Regions from separate parts of the Gasterosteus aculeatus genome. Here region 1 is linked to region 2. The links are chromatin contacts, called in public Hi-C maps. All regions are on one chromosome and are shown on one strand. The core of a region is the stretch at or near the end of the contact, and the rest is flanking DNA. Distances in the headings are between cores, read along the strand shown. Region 1 overlaps ift172 (intraflagellar transport 172). Region 2 overlaps msraa (methionine sulfoxide reductase Aa).

The links. A called contact is a pair of places that touch in the nucleus more often than the background predicts.
Region 1: a Hi-C map of skeletal muscle shows a contact between it and region 2, with 6 times the contacts expected there. The contact joins two enhancer-like sites. A contact is called at or near these places in 3 of 6 Hi-C or Micro-C datasets (liver, skeletal muscle and whole body).

What each region holds. Positions count from the first base shown.
Region 1 is chr18:3,310,612-3,315,854 of fGasAcu3.hap1.1, forward strand. It overlaps ift172 (intraflagellar transport 172), which reads right to left. Exons shown (of 48, transcript XM_040160829.2): 7 at 5,218-5,243; 8 at 4,906-5,120; 9 at 4,708-4,831; 10 at 4,476-4,571; 11 at 4,063-4,224; 12 at 3,077-3,130; 13 at 2,680-2,783; 14 at 1,216-1,301. Among protein-coding and RNA genes, the nearest start is that of ift172, 4.6 kb to the right of the region's middle. Within about 2 kb of position 1,665, at least 3 of the 9 cell types and tissues checked have open chromatin away from gene starts, as enhancers often do.
Region 2 is chr18:3,250,044-3,254,833 of fGasAcu3.hap1.1, forward strand. msraa (methionine sulfoxide reductase Aa) reads right to left here. Exons shown (of 7, transcript XM_040160570.2): 7 at 3,254-4,117. The coding sequence ends at 3,947. LOC120808013 (12-(S)-hydroxy-5,8,10,14-eicosatetraenoic acid receptor) reads left to right here. Exons shown (of 3, transcript XM_040160567.2): 3 at 1-1,229. Among protein-coding and RNA genes, the nearest start is that of LOC120808013, 6.2 kb to the left of the region's middle. Within about 2 kb of position 2,883, at least 1 of the 9 cell types and tissues checked has open chromatin away from gene starts, as enhancers often do.

The DNA of each region.
Region 1 (5,243 bases), core at 415-2,914, 59 kb after region 2:
CACAGTTTGACAGCTTCTGTAGCGAAAATGTATCACGCAATCTCTTTGTAATAATTATGTATGATTCTATCAGGCTGTGCATCTACTTGGAAAGTACCTGCCTTGGGAACTCGTTTATGTTATAACCCTGCTGATACATCAAATGTTTTAATCAAAATATAATACGGTCTGGGCAGGGTGGTCCACTCGATGGAACTAATACAGCTCAAGGATGACGTATACTTTAGTTATTGTAGCAGGTTAATATTACTGTGAGTGATTATGTTTGAAAAGTAGCTGTGTGGCTCAATGTGTAAAACAAGACATGCAAGATGGTTTAAAGAGATAGAAGTACAATAACGGAAGCATCATCCGCAGCAGAAAGCGTGCAGAAGCTGCAGAAGCCGTTGTACAATCAGCCTTCCACAAACCCACAGCGCATGTTTATCTGCAAAGTTATGACTCACTATTACTCAGCCAGGCTCGGAGAGGTCACCAGCAACAAGGGACGTGATTTCGATCGTTTACAAATCCGACATACAACTTCCTGCTGCTCTGAATACTCACTCAAGAGTGCCAGATGAGGATTATTTTGCTAGTGAAATGTTTTTACGTGGGACTTAATTCAAAGATGTGAGACCGAAGCATTGGCAGCACTATTGGCACAATTAGATAGCAGAAAATATCTGCTATGATGGATGAAAAAAGGGTTTTCTGTGGAAATATGGAATGTGAGATATAGGATATTGGAAATCAGTAGTTTCAGTTCATAGTACATGTTGTTACACCATAATATAGATGTCAAATCTTTTATGACACAAATGGCTGCAACAGTCAATGTGCCCATTCACAAATTGTCATTAGGATAGAAGGTGGAATCCAAAATAAATACTTTTATACTGTAGATCAATATTTTTCCTAAGTAAAATTAGCAATGCCACAGTGTAAAAAAAATGCATTGTACGGAGTGGCACATTTCTCACAGAGTTATATACTAATGCATCCATCGCTATAGACGGGCCTTATTAAAGCTATGCTATGTATGTATGTATGTATGTTAGAAAAACATCCAGACCGCAGTCAATAAAAAGACTGCTCTGACAGACCAAAGATCAAAAAACATGTGGGATCTGATCTACACGGATGGAAATACTCATGTAGAGTACCTGAAAATATCCCTGAAGTACCGTACTTGAGTAAATGTACATTACACCGCGGTCACACGGTCATCGTTACCGATGCAAATGGTCTTCATATCGATCAGATACGCAAGCTTCTTGTTGTCTTCCACTCCTCTCTGCTTCCTCTCATTCAGCCGGACACTGCGCAGACACAAATACAGCGTTCAATGAAACACGACTGAATGTACACTGACTCAGCATGGAAGCATCAAACCCAGCATCCGCTCAGCATAATGGTCTTCAGCTACTTTTCAAATCCCGAGGTGCCCCTGATCCCGATGTTGTCCTGCCACAGCGTCCAGCCAGAGGCGAGGAGCAGTACGGACATGCTGAGATCCGCTGGCCTCAACCGCAGTCGGCCATCAGCCACCCGGCCACTGTCGGTCACGACACCTTTGACAGGGCTTTGAATTGTGTAACTGTGCTGACCAGCAGGCGAAGGCTCAACGGATGCCTTCCTGTTGTGATACCTGGAATTTATCCACAGCTCAATACACCCATCTGATGGGCAGAGCTGGAAATTCATCTTAGGGAGGATCCAAACTGTGACACTGGCATCGGCAGCAAGTGTATTGGAATGACATGGATGTGGATTTGGCAGTTTTGTTTATTACACTAGGTTTGAATGAAGATTAAAAATATAATATAATCACATCATTTATTTTACTATTATTCTCGAAAATAGACACAATCGTGAACTTCTATATGAATCAGTTTCCTTAAGGTTTCTTATTTTCAGTTCTTTTCTTTTCTTTCTGAATATTTATGATTATCTTTATCTGGATTACAGGTATATTCAGACAGCTAGTTAAGCAAAATGCATTCTTTGAATTTTGTGAGTTTACTATTTACAAAGCCATATTAATGCATTGTCTGTAATGAATAAATACACGAGGCAGTGGGGTTATATTTACAATAAGTAAACAAATCAGTATTTTAATTTTCTTTCCAGTAGGCCCAATTCATGACAATGTCTCTTTAAGATCCGGATGCTTACAGTTATATGGGGATTTATGAGATTAATTCATTCCTTGCTGCTAATTCTCATTGCAAAAGGATAATACACAGTAAAGGGGGCATCTTAGGTGCGATTAAAATGATGCAACCTCGCAAGGTGAAGTAATGTAGTTACTTGATTTTTTTTTGGCAGTTTTTTTCCATTTAAAAATGTGTAATTATTATTTTCTCGTACAATTTGAAATATTGTAAAGTCAAAGTTAACTTCACTTAATATTATTGTCTTGCTCCAATATTCTTTTATTTTCCCTACAATGGGCTTCTCATAAAGTTGTGTTTGGCCATTTTATACGTCAAAGGTCACAAATTGCATCAAAATCTGGAAGTACAAGTAAGTGAAACAACTATTTAAATCTGAATTGGACTTACTGACAAAACAATCAGTTGACCACCAATGGGGGGGCTGCACATGCTCTTCAATTTGGAACCAGACAATCCTGTTAATGTTCTTATTTCTAAACCAACCTGATGAGGTGGGTTTGTTTTGTGTGACTGGACCCACCTGATGAGGTGAGGGTTCATAAATTCGGTGCGGACTGATCCCAGGATCTCGTTGCTACTGTATTCCACCAGACTCAGCTCCCCGGCGTTAAAAATCATGCACACCTGAAACATCAAATGCAGTTACATAAAATACACCAGCTTGTGATATAATGGGAGCGGTTTTAAGCCACGACTGAAACTTACTACTGGAAAGGGATCGTTACTATATTCTACAATTCACTGCTCATCGGCGAGTACTGACTTGGCACTGCTGTAAACTTTATGGGAAACTCCACAGGTAGATTTCTGTTTAATACTCAAAGGGAAGAGCTCCATAACAGCCTCCTCAATAACGTGTGTGTGTGTGTGTGTGTGTGTGTGTGTGTGTGTGTGTGTGTGTGTGTGTGTGTACGTACTGATTCATTTTCAAAGAAGAACTTTTCGTTTCCTCCTGAACCGGGCCATGGCACCTGAAAGGAAGGCAGTGGGTTTATTGTGTGAAGGAAGAACAGGTGATGTAAGGGTGACAGGACAGGACAGGACAGGACAGGTGGGGGACGCAGCCCTGAGGAGGTGAATAGAGTTCATTCAGCTGTTCAGAGCGGACGGACAGTCCAAACACCGGTCATGAGTGTCAGAGGCGGGTACTTCAACACCTCAGCAGGGAAACTCAAACATATGCAAACATAAACAAATGAAACGTAATAGTATTTAAAATGATGTATTAAGGCCTATGTAAGTACTTATAAGATGCTTGCTAACGTTATTATGTTTTTAGACTATACAAATGTTTATAAAAACCTAATAAACATTATATCACATTTATAAGCACTTATAACAGATGGTTCATAGACTGCTTAACATTTATATAAAAGCCTTATTAGCTTTGTATGCATTGACTTCCATAACTTACCTATAACATCATTATATGATATTGATATGATGTGTTTTCTTTGTTGATTTACTGTACTTGTTCGTACCCTTTTTAGAAAACTAAATATACACGTATTAATAGCGAAAGTGTTTTAAAGTAATTTTCTAAAGCGAGAACAACACATTATTTAGGTTAATTAATCATTCATTTTGCATTTACTAATAGATAACTATGGTTTTTGCAGCTACGCCAACCACTACTACGTAGTGGTCTAGGTTATTAAATGTGAAGAAGGAAATAGATATGAAATACAAAAACAGTTTTCTAATCCAATAAAATGTTGTTGACGTTACAATTAACACTTGTATAATGAAGGTAACATCATGTTAATAAGAGTATTATAACGATGACTCATAAGTGTCTTATTACTTGTTAGCAACCCATTATTACGGGGACCTTAATATTGAACGTTAATGTTTTTTTTGTTCTTTACGGTTGATTTAGGTAGTGTGATAAAGTAAGTCCTACCTCGCTCAGTTTATTGGTCAGCAGGTCTCCCAGAAGAAGAGTATCGAAGGTGTGGGCCACCAGGTAGCGATCCTTGCCCATGATCTTGACTTCTTCTATCTCATAGCCATAGTTGGACTTCAGGACCACCCGCGTTCCTGTGGAGAGGTTCTTCACTATCACCTGGAGAAGAACAAGGGGATTAAAACAGCGATGTGCAGAGGACAAAAGTGGCAATAAAGAAATGAATATGATGTTTTATGAACGACTTGAAGCCAGCACAATAACACTATACTGGAAGTGGATTATGAACAATCCCTCACAACAGGAAAGAAAATCCAAAAATGGAAATGTACTCATTGTTTGTGAAATTACAGACACATCAGCTTTGTTGGTTAAGACGCATATTTGAATTTCCTTGCGGTTGTCTCTACCTGGCTCAGCCCGACGTAGGTCATCTCAAACTTGTTCTTATAGATGACTCTTCGCAAGCAGCAATCAAACAGCTCCACTCCCCCACACAGTGTTCCCTGTCGAGACACAAACACACACAGAACAGATCAACGCGTGACCCCTGCTGCAAATCTCCATCCATGAAGTAAAAGAGCAAAAGTCAGTTTGAATCACGCTGGATTCTAAATGATACAATATAGATGAAGCACATACAGCGCAGAGGCGTGATCCGTCTTTCTTCCACGCCAAGCTGGTAATGGTGTACAGGTTGACGATCTCTTTAGGCTTGGCTTCATCCCACGCGCCTCTCCTGGGAGCCCAGTTAAACACCCGCAACCTGAGGGGGGGGAGGGAGGCGGGGGTAACTTATTGAGCTCAGTACAAATGATTCACTGAGTCCCGCCCACTGACCGGTCGTAGCTGCCGAACACGACCGACTGCCCGCTGGGGCTGGTGGCAGCCACGCCGAACTCCCGCTCGGTCCGGTCGCGGCCGTAGTCGAAGGTCTGCAGGACGTGGCCCTCTCTGCCGTAGGCCACCACTTTCTTGTCACAGCCGCCCACCATGATGCTGCTCGCGGCCCAGGCCAGGGCGTAAGGCGAGCACGGGTGCGTCAACAGCTTACCCTGTTCGGTCGGAAAGGGAAGTGTGTGTCAGGTGTGCCACGCGCGGGCAGCGGACAGCTTGATGGACCTGATGGGTGACGGAGGTGGACGGACGTACCTGAGACTCCCCTGAGCCTTCGTCGT
Region 2 (4,790 bases), core at 1,633-4,132:
GGGTGTAGCAACGGCAGAGATTGTGGCGGCTGTCAAGTCGCGGCTAGCAAGTTTAAAGCGATGCGATAACACACAGCAGCGACAGAACAAACCTGTGTTGTGTCTTCTTAAATGTCGATGGCCGAGCCTCAGACTGAATGATGTTTTTCCGGAATTAAGCTCATTAGAAGAACAGGGAGCGTGCACTTCATGCAACTGGAATCAAACGTCTCTATTATTAAGTCTCGGGATCTCCTAAACAAGTATGGCGGGGGGGGGGGGGGTCCGTCAGACCGGCCCACTCAATACACGGCAATAGACCAATCTGTGGCCTACTTAGAAAAATACCAATGGACTTGACATTATTTCGCATGTTAACAAATAATTGAAATCATGCCTTTTTTTTATTACATTTGGATCCATAACTTTGCCTGGATAGACACAATAAAATGATACTGGCTATCGTAACACAATCTCACTCACAGAGGGCCAAAATGAAAACACGGGAGTACGCTGGTGGCAATGGCCAGTAGGCGACACCATAATTATGACATTGATACAATACCTGCCCTAAATATCATCTAAATATCAATACAATGTAGAGGAATTTCTGGTATCAATACGATACCAGAAATACGTCCTGCGTGTGTCCCGCTGTGAGCATGCTCATTGCTCCCCGGGCAAGAATGTAAGCCATGGGTTATAAATGCAACGTAAGTCGCTTTGGATAAAAGCGTCAGCTAAATGACCTGTAATGTAATATGATATTGATATATATATATGATATATTTATTGTACTGTCCGATGTTTAGGCCTTGAGTATGACATGTCTGGGCTAGAGGGAATGACATTGAATGACACAGAAGAAACAAAGTTGGTGGCGAGACGCACTTTAATAGGAAGCTTTGGCCAAAGCGGAACGTTAGATGCTGAAATTCCTTAAATACGATGCTGAGGGGCGGATGTTCACGTATGTATATCTTTTTTTCCCACCCAGTCCTGAACAGGAGAGTGAGCTGCTCAACACTCACCTGTTCCAAGGAGCGTCAGCAGTCGACTGTGCTCCTGTAGGACCTTGTGTTTCTGTGAACCAGCTCATATGAAGTCGAGGCTGAGCAGAAGACAACACAGCATGTTCTTTCACAGCAGGAACAACCGTCTGATGTTCTACTGCTTTTCAGTGGCAACACGATAAACATGTCCGATTACACAGCGCAGTCTTGTATGAAATAAATTGCTTTCTTTCTAAAGGTTTCCACAAAGAGTTCATTGTCCCGACAAGATTATGTTTTTTCTCACTATTTTGCCAACCAAAACAAACAAAAGAACAAAAAAACTCCTGTTGCTGCCTCTCCTGCTGTATATTTTGTTACATTTGTATCTATTTTGCCACGTGTTATGCGATGCTCCATTGCACTGATAAGCAGGAATAAAGCAATATGATGTAAATAGCTTAGATAATGAACAAAAAAACCTATAAATCCGCAAAAACCTATAAATCTCTGATGAGTGTTTGTGCTACAAAACTAATATTTTGTGTTTTTTGAAATTGAAATATTTTAGCAGTAAGATACAGAATATGCTCAGGCCCATTGCCATCTCAGAACAATTCGGCTAGAAACGAAATAATTCATTTACTTTTTACATGGAACGTATGTGTAATATTTCTCTTTTATGACATCATAACTTTATTAATGTCTCCCTTTCTTCTCTCAAGCAAAAGCCTCAAATCCTGCCAGGTGCTCGCTCCTCACATCCGCCACACGATGGCAGCGCAACACAATCATGCACTCAAACCAGGGACAGATTCAGGGATTGAATTCTCCTGAAATGAAATGACAGCCAATAATGTTGGCTGTGGGCTTTGCAGATATAGTATGAGGTTTATAAAACAAACCGAAAAATCTCAAAATAAACAGACAAAAATCCCAATCCCAATGTTGTTGTATTGGATGGACGATCAGTCACAATCACCAGTTGGCCAGAGATGTACCAAAATGAGCCAGATTGCTCCTGTATTTTAAGGACATGCAGCAGATTTCTTCTCACTTGGCCTTGTTGATTTCTGGGAGCAGATAACGCCTTCCCCCACGCCGGAGTGTCGGCACAGACACACGGCAATGCCATTATGCGAAGTAAAAGGGAGCATCTCGAAGGGGTCATTTCAAAGAGCCGGTTGGTTCGTCTTTAACAGACTCCCTAGTTATGTAGCCACAGAAACACACTAGAAAAAGAAATGCATCCATTAATTAATAATTCCCATTGTCAAAAATTGGAGCCACGGTGAGTAGAAAATGAATCAGTTATTAGTTTGTAGGTGGGAACTTGTGAAAAAGCGGCAGAGTTATCAGGGAAAAGAAATTCAAAATCATATTGTTCAAACTTAACCATCATCGCTCTGCTGAGAACCACAATCCCAACAAACAGACCTGGATAGAACAAAGGGTGAGCTGGGTCACACTGATGTGTAATGAGCCAATATTACCCTTTTATTGAAACTGGGATCCAGTCCAGCTGGTGTTGTCCTCATATGATGAGGGTGCCGCACAGCGCTGACATTAATCAGAGCATTGATTGATTGTTACACTGACGGTTTAGTGGAAGATGTTTTTTTCGGTATCATAAAACATCCATGATTTTACGTGTCAGTGGTTTTACAGCCTTGTGGTTTTTAACTCTGAGGCTTCTTTTTTTCCCCCTTCTTGACAGGTTTTCTTTGTTCAGAATTGACTAAAAACCCAAATAGGCAGACCAAAAATAGCAGTCAGATCTGGCTTGGCAAGGCCAGTCAGGTCCTGCAGTCTGCATCATGGTGGCGATCCAAAGCAGCCCGGATCCAAGGCGTCCCTCTGCCATTTTCTAAAGAGACCCGTCTCTTCCTTCTCTTTTTTTTTCTTCTCCTCCTCCTCGACTCCGTGACGGTGATGCCAAGCTTTGGAGGGCCTGGCAACAGACACGCTCTCCTCCTGCTGGTGTGCCGGTGTATTTGTGTTCTGTACCAACCAAACACACACACAACCTTCTGTACCAAACCCAAACGCACACGGATGAACAGCGATGACAGATGAGTCGGGGACTGGAACGTTGCTTCAGGCAAAGATCGGAGGAAGGAGTGGACGTCTTCCAAAAATCAAACCCACCAAAGGTCAAACACACACAGTTCTTAATCGAGAACAAATCAAGAACAAGTCCGTTAAAAAAAGGACGATACTGTCCAGCTCTATTCCTCTCGTCGTTTCAGATTTAAACAGCGCTCAGGAAAGAGAAAAGACACTTTGGATTTCAGAAGCTTTTAATTGGATTTTATTTCTCTGCAAAAGTACTGTATTCAAAGCTGAAGATTAATAATCAACCTGAGCATAAAACATATCATTTAATCGTTAATTTATCTAAGCAAAAAGGTAAATAGTGGACTCACACACATCATATTAGATGCCTTCCTGATTGCATTTGGGGAGGAGACTGTGTAGGACTGGGGTCGCCAAATTTATCAAATTTAACAGCAGCAGATGCAGAAATGCTTTTTGTAATAAATGGACAAACCAATAAATTTCTCTCATACCAAACGCCTCAATGTAGTGTTGCAAATCAATTATCAATTGTTGATTTTCTTGCAGTGTGACAATCGTCTTTTCACTAGATTACATACATTTTGCACATCTAACATAGGAAATTGCGCTGCTGCTTGCGTTAAAGTGACTCGATGCAACGACGCACGCCATTGGCGAATATCTTGATGCACTGGGAGGTTCTCGAACCGCAAAGTGCTGAGGAGACGGGCAGCCTTTATGGGCGTCTGCGCTGCACTTTCTGTTGCGTGTCCCTGGGTTACATCATACATCCTTTTGGTTTTCATGCATGGAGATGCATGTATTTCAAACACAAAGCTTTCTGATGCTGGAAGCATCTTAAATCTTTAATTACCCCCATTGTTGCATTCTCATAGACCAAAATGGCTCTTGGCAATCTAGGCCTTGGCTTTGATTCCGATTGGACAGGAGACCCCCGTCCCCCCCAGACCGCAGTAGCCATCAGGGTTTTTACTCAGGTACTGCTGGTGGTAGTCCTCGGCGTAGTAGAAAGGCTTGCCGTCGGCTATTTCTGTTGTGATGGCGCCGAAACCTTCCTCGCTCAGCACCTGAAAGAGGCAGAAGCAGCAAAGGCACCGCATTTGTACATTTATAAAGACGTAAACCTAAAAAAACAAATGGGATTTATTGTTGTTGAAGCAATGGGGGAACAGATGGATGAGAAGATGGAAGAGTCCGTGATCTCTGTGGAATCGACCAAGTACCATATAACAGGAATAGTGTATGATGGGAAGTCAAGTTCTATTAGATCTCTTCAATTTTGAAAACCCCAAAAGTTGTGTGTTTCCATGTAAACTTTCCCTACAAGTTTTTTCAGTGCACCGGTTTATGCTTTTACATTTTATTTCCCCTCCCTGGATCCTGTTGTATGCCTGAAACAATTTCTCCTCCTCCAGTTTCTCTCAGCAAGGCCTCACACTGGAAAGCACTTACTGACATCTTGGGAAGAAAAGGAGGAAATGTGTTTATGACAAACTAAAAAGAACAGACAAGGCACGTGCACACACACACAAATGTATTTGCGGTAGAAACAGTTGGTAATGACACCTTCTCCTTGTGATAAAATAACTCAACCAGATGGCATGTGGCTGAATCAAAAGACAAAGAGAGCATGAAAAGACACACACACACACACACACACACACACACACACACTGATGGAAGTTACATTCCTAACGGGGAGGTGTTGCCTTGTTTTCTGGAATGTGTGCAGGCATGTTT